2 separate regions of the Canis lupus genome follow, and region 2 is linked to region 1. A link is a contact called in public Hi-C data. All regions are on one chromosome and are shown on one strand. Each heading gives the region's core, a stretch centred on a gene start, on an enhancer-like site or on the middle of the called end of the contact. The rest is flanking DNA. Distances are from core to core; before and after follow the strand shown. Region 1 holds the start of ATXN7L1 (ataxin-7-like protein 1). Region 2 overlaps ATXN7L1 (ataxin-7-like protein 1).

What was found. A called contact is a pair of places that touch in the nucleus more often than the background predicts.
Region 2: a Hi-C map of blood shows a contact between it and region 1, with 1.8 times the contacts expected there. The contact joins the enhancer-like site here to the promoter of ATXN7L1 in region 1. A contact is called at or near these places in 2 of 9 Hi-C or Micro-C datasets (amygdala and blood).

The regions. Positions count from the first base shown.
Region 1 is chr18:14,865,512-14,868,655 of UU_Cfam_GSD_1.0, forward strand. It overlaps ATXN7L1 (ataxin-7-like protein 1), which reads left to right and starts at 1,627. Exons shown (of 14, transcript XR_005373183.1): 1 at 1,627-1,839; 2 at 2,377-2,445. LOC102151464 (a long non-coding RNA gene) reads right to left here and starts at 1,002. Exons shown (of 3, transcript XR_005372914.1): 1 at 884-1,002.
Region 2 is chr18:14,963,726-14,966,869 of UU_Cfam_GSD_1.0, forward strand. All of the region lies in intron 3 of ATXN7L1 (ataxin-7-like protein 1), which reads left to right. Among named protein-coding and RNA genes, the nearest start is that of ATXN7L1, 98 kb to the left of the region's middle. Within about 2 kb of position 1,431, at least 4 of the 20 cell types and tissues checked have an H3K27ac peak or open chromatin away from gene starts, as enhancers often do. A contact at or near this core is called in blood, where this site is marked.

The DNA.
Region 1 (3,144 bases), core at 377-2,876:
GAACGAAAAGGGTACTGGGGAAAATAAAAAAGACATTGATTGTGAGGGAGTGCCCATATATTTTAGGTAATTCCTAGTAAACGAAAGGATTCAGAGAGAGAGAGAAAGAGAACGAGATACCAGAACTTTTAAGGCCTTTCTTGCCTACCCCTAGGGAGAGGAGGAGAAATCTCAATTAATGCACCAAACACCCAAAATGCAGAGGACATCTAACGCTTCCTTTCTAGCTGGCTAGCGCAGTTAAGCCTGGAGTGCTCCCGGGAGTCAGATTCCCGGCCGGAGGTTGCAGGCGCAGGTCGCTGATGGAGCCACCCTGGAATCACGGCAGGGAGCGCTGGAAACTGCTCCAGGGCTGGGCCCAGCAAGCAGCCCGCTCCGAGCGCTGAGGGTGCCCTCCCGCCACCGTGGCCCTGGAGCAGGGGCTGCGCCGTGGTTCCCGCAGAACCCGAGACACGCACCGCGCGCCGCGCGTCCGGGGACACCGCGACCCTGAGTTTTGGGCTTTGCAAGGTCCCGCCGCCTGAGATGGCCCCTGACTCGCCTGCTTCTTTTTCTTTTAAGCACCACTTCCATCCACCCATTGGTCTCAGCTCCCAAAGGCATCCGCGGACCCCCCCCCCCCCACGGTCCCCAGGTCCACCGTGACAGGAAAGAAAGGGTGAAGGGAGTGGGAGGAGAGCCGGGAGCTGGTCACCACCAGGGTCGCCTCCCGGCTTGGGATGCTCTTGGGGCTAACCTGTCCGGCTCCCCTCCACCCCCCACACGCCCCGGGCTGCAGGAGCGGGGGAGGCGGATGCTCGGAGGGGGAGAGCCCGTCCGGCTCCCCGCCCACCCGTACACCCAGCGGACCGCGGCGGCGGGGGTCTCCGCGGGGGCGCCTCACCGTGGACCACAGCGAGCCGGCGAGGGCAGGGCGCCGCAAGGGCGGCGTGCGGAAACTTTCCGTCGTCTGGAGGCCGCTCGGCGGGGTCGTGCCTCTCCCCGGCCGGCCCCCGCCCCCGCCCCCGCCCCCGCCCCCGCCCCGCTCGGTCTGCGCGCCGCGGCCCCTCCGACCCCGGCTCGGGCCTCCGGGCGCGCGAGAAGGCGGTGCCGGCGGTGACCGGGCGCAGCATCCCCGCGCCCGCGCGCACCGCCGCCGCCGGGGCCTGGCGCGCCGCCCCGCCCCTCCCCTCCCGGCGGCCCCGCCCCGCCCCTCCCCTCCCCCGGCGGCCCCGCCCCGCCCCTCCCCCGGCGGGCCCCGCCCCGCCCCTCCCCCGGCGGCCCCGCCCCGCCCCTCCCCGGCTGCCCCCGCCCCTCCCTGGCGGCCCCTCCCCTCCCCCGGCAGCCCCTCCCCTCCTCCGGAGACGGCCCTCCCCTCCCCTCCCCGGGCGCGCGGTCCCTCCCTCCCCTCCCCTCCCCTCCCCTCCCCTCCCTCCCCGGCGGGCGGGCGGGCGGCGAGCTGCAGGCGCCTCTCTGCTGCCCCCCGCGGCCGCGCCCCCAGCGCCTGCTCGGGCTCCGGCTCGGGCTCGGGCTCGGGCTCGGGCTCGGGCTCGGGCTCGGGCTCCGGCTCCGGCTCGGGCTCGGGCTCGGGCTCCTCCCCCCGCCCCCCTGCCGCCCTCCCCTCCTCCTCCCTCCCGCCCTCCCCCTTTCAGAGCACTCAATGTCGGAACGTTCCGAAGATGACGTCGGAGCGTTCTCGAATCCCGTGTCTCTCGGCTGCTGCTGCCGAAGGAACAGGGAAAAAGCAACAAGAAGGAAGAGCAATGGCGACACTGGATCGCAAAGTGCCCAGTCCGGAGGCGTTTCTGGGCAAGCCCTGGTCCTCCTGGATCGACGCCGCCAAATTACACTGCTCCGACAGTAAGAACCCCACCGCCTCCTCCTCCTTTTATTATCCTGTAACCTTTCCATTCACCTAGAGCCACTGGGAAAAAGTGTGTGTGTGAGAGAGAGAGTGGCCCCCGGTGTCGTCCATGCTTCTCCCTCTCTCCCTAAATAAATACACACAGAGACAGATCATCAATGCACAGAGAGAGGCCCTGCTGCCGGGGCTGGCTGGCTGTCTGTCTGTCTGTCTGTGCCGGGCTCCCCGTGGCAGCCAGCGGGGTGGGCTTTCACAGCCCCACGGTGGATCTGTTTAAAAGGCTACTCTGTTGCTGCTTGCATAGTTTTTTGGTACCTATCTGGGCCAGGTAGATGGCAATCCGGACTTGGGAGAAAATGTTGCATTGTCAATTTTTGAGAGATTTTCATGTACAGTATTTCTATCGATCTGTTTGCAAATAAACACTCTCCCTCCCCCCCACCCTCCTTGACTTTGGCTTTTCCCCCCCTTTTTGATCTTTTTTTTTTTTTTTTCTCCTCATTTTCTTTTCTCCTTTTCTTTTTCATCTGCAGATGTAGATTTAGAAGAGGCTGGAAAAGAGGGTGGAAAAAGCAGGGAGGTTATGAGGCTTAATAAAGAAGGTAAGTGGAGCTACTGGTATTTTAGTGTTAGCATGTGTGGCAGAGTCTTCACAGGATTTCGACTATAATGTGAATTGTTCTGCTGGGTACAGAGTGACTAAGCCTTGTCAAAAACCGAGCACGCCCAGGTGACTACTGCCTCATGTTAACTTCTTTCAAAGTATAAATACAACTGGGGGGGTAGGGGGGAGACTGTGGAAGGCAGAAGTTTACAGCACTTAAGTGGAGTCCACCTTTGGACCTCCTGATGCCTATCTGCCATTTACCTTTGGAGCATCACTGCCAAATGGTGGTGCTGGGGGGGGGGTGGTGGTGGCTTGAAATCTTTGAAATGAGGAGCAGAGCTCCCTTCACCTGCATCCCAGCCTTCCTTGTGGGTAAATATACAACAGTTTAATGAGCCCCACATGGTCAGTCATTCTGGCAGCTACTTCTCCACTCTCCCCCCAAAACCATTGTACATGGCAGATCTTTGCAGCAAGTCACATTCGGCCCACTTTCTGTTTGGCCACAGATTGTTGAATGGCGGGCAGGGCCAGGGGCATCTGTGTGCGGGGCCCCCAGCCGGTTGCACATCCCTGTGTCCCCAGCATGGAAATAATATAGTACCTGAAATGGGACACAGTGAGCAGATAGGTCATCCCAGACGGAGGCAGGGGAGGGAAGCCACAGCCTGCTGGAACTGGGCATCAAACACAC
Region 2 (3,144 bases), core at 181-2,680, 98 kb after region 1:
ATTTTTGAGAAAAAAAATAAAGAAGTTTCCAAGCCCTCTTTTTTTTTTTTTTTTTTTAAGTCAAAGCCCTTCTTCCCTCATACGCACATTTACTATGGCCTGTATCTTTTTCCCTCCTCTGGAGAAAGGTGCTTTTCAGTTGATGTGGCATCTTAGCAATTAGTGGCTTCCTGTGGTCGAGGACCTCCTGCAGCTTGTGTAGGACCTGCCCTGTGCTTTTGCACAGAGCCAGGCCCTCTAGAAAACAGTGCCGCAGACACGTGCGGAATAGATGGGTCTGGGGCAGCATGGGACCTGGGGGGCAATAAATGAAGACAGTGGTCTAACGTTTGGTTTCGTATTGACCCTGTGTTTTGTTTGTTGATTAGTGTCCCCAATGCTTTGCTTCTCTCCCCCAGGATTTATTTCTTCAAATCCCTGAGCCTTCTCCAGAGGTGCATTCGGCTTCGCTTGTGTTGTGTTGGTGGTTCCTGCCCAGCTCCGCAAGTGGCTGCCCCCAGCCCATACTTTACCCCCTCGTAAGCAAGCGCCCACCTTCATCAGGAGGGTACCGATCCCTCCACATTAGTAAGGTCACAATGACACCCTGGCTCGGGGACCTGCCGCACTGTCAGCTCTGGGCGTCATCGTGGTGGTGGCACCATCTCCAAGTACATAGGAGTCGGGTTACCAGTGTGATTAAGGAGGCAGTGCTTTCCAAATTCTTCTGCCCTGATGACAAACCTTTGCCTCAGCCACTCTTTGAAAGGGTGGGGGGCATGGTGATGGTGGTGGTGTTTGCCGCCACGAGGGACCAGCCAAGAGGCCCAGAGGTGGTGAGGTTGCCCCTGCTCTGTGGCTTGTAATGTTTGTGAGCCCGGAAACCACCTGGGCTCTTTTAACTACCGCAGGTGTGCCAGGCACAAGCAGAAGAGCTATGTCCCCTCTCTTTTATCTGCTATTTTTCTGCCTCCCACTCCCACCCACCCACAGAACTTACAGACCTGTCATTGATTCGATTTGGTCCGCATCACCCTGACCCTGCATCCTATCCCTCTTCCAGCGTTTGGTGTTTTTCCTTTTAATATTTGTCTCATGAGTCAACCAGCCCTGGAATTGAATTGGGTCGGCAGCAGCACAGTCCAGGGGAAGGACCATCTGTCTGGTTTTGTTTTTGTTTTGAGGGATTCCTTGGGGGAAGTGCTTCCTCCCCACAGGATAAATGAACCTGTATTTTTCCTGTGTGTCTCCTATGCAGCCTTCCCTGGTCATTTTTCAGAAGTGCTTGGCCCTGTAAAAGAACAACCAGGAGACCCCCTACAAACTGTTACCTGCAGTGTTTGCTCGATGCCAGGACACCATTCGTTTGTAAGATGCCACGTCTAGTGAATAGCACCTTTTCCCAGGTGCCAATGGCACCTCCAGGGCAGTCTCCTTATCCAGCCTGCGTTGGTGAGCAGAAAGAGATAGGTATATAGAGTGGTGAACAGGGCACAGCCTGGGGAACGTGCCAGTAGCAGCTTCTAGTGTTACACCACTGGGTCATAATTAACCCAGGCACATCCCTCTTTTCTTCTGGGGCTCAGATACTTCACCTTCTCCTTGGTTTAGAATTTAGTTCAAAGCACAAAATAATGAAGCTATCATGGCTTAGGGAGTTTCCTGTTTCTGGTGATAGCCCCTGACAATGTCATGTAAATTAACCTGGTCCCATAGCAACTAGGCCACACACAGAAGAAAAAAAAAAAAAATCACACAACCACCAACTGGTAATTTAGGAGTGTGGTTTTAGTTTTCCGATGTAAAGAGTAGTTGAGGGAGGCCTGACCGTTTGTTTTATTTTTGATTTCTGGTTTAGTTTATGATGGCCAGAGAATGTTAGCTCTGAGTTATCCATTTTATAACTTAATGATATTTCCTTTGTGACTAGTTAGCACGTGACCATTTTTTTAAAAAGTGTGGCTCATGTGATCAGAAAATTTGTTTGATCTCTTGTGTGCAAGGTTCCATGTATTTCCTTATTTTGTTGCTCGAATCTTGTATATCCTCACCATTTTGGTCTGCTTGGTCTGTAATTTCTGAGAAAAGGGTTTTAAGTCTCCTACGATGGGTGTTAAGTGTGTCAGTCTCTTCTGGAACTCAGAACAACCTTTGATTTACAGTTTTAAGACTGTGTTGTTGGATGCGTATAATACATGTCTTTATAGTGGTGGAGTTTTCATCCCATTAACCTTCCCCTTAGGTCCTATTTCATCTGATTAACTTTCCAACCCAGTTTTCTGTTGGTGAATATGTGTTTGCCTCTTCCCTTTCCAATCCCTTATTTTCAACTTTTCTGTGTCATCTTGTCTTAGGCAGCATTCTTGTAAACAGTATGTCGCTGGCCTTTGTAAAAGTCCAATCTGATAGTGTCTTTTAATAGGTAAGTTTTATCCATTTACATTTATTATGGTTACTTTATATGTTTGGACTTATTTCTGTCTTTTAATTTGTGTTTCTGCTTACTTTGCTTTTTATTTGCCTCTTTGATCTTCTTTCCTATCTTCCATTAGATTAGCAAAGCTTTTTTAATCTTCCCATTTTTCTCTCTGCTAATTTGTCCAGAATAGATTTTATTTATACATAGATAAATATTTGTATGTAGATATAGATATATTTATATAGATAGATGATATTTTTGTATATAAAAATTTATGTATTTATGTAGTGATTGCCATTAAGTTTTAACGTGCATAGTGAACAATATTTCTTTTTCTAATAAAGGCAATGGTTATCCGGGACTTCTGTGTTCTCCAACAACACAGAAACCTTTGTACACTTTTCTCTTAACTTAAAGTCAACTGGTAATTCCAATAAAGAGTTGAAATCCTGACCCAATCATTGCCGTGCATTCTCAGCCTACAGACTCACAGGAGGATTAGAGGCACCCCAACTGATCTATAAAGCATGAACTTCTTACTAATTCACTGTTTTACACCCTGGGGTGCTTTGGGACATCTGTCTAGTTCAGAGTGATACATTCATTTCTAGGTTTTAAAAATCTGTTTGTCAAGTTCCTGAAAGTGTTCTGAAGTAGGACTGGACAAAGAGAGTTCAGAATTCTATGCCCTACTGCTAGGACCTATTCCCATAAATCCCGTTTGTCATGTGTAATGATTTTTAATG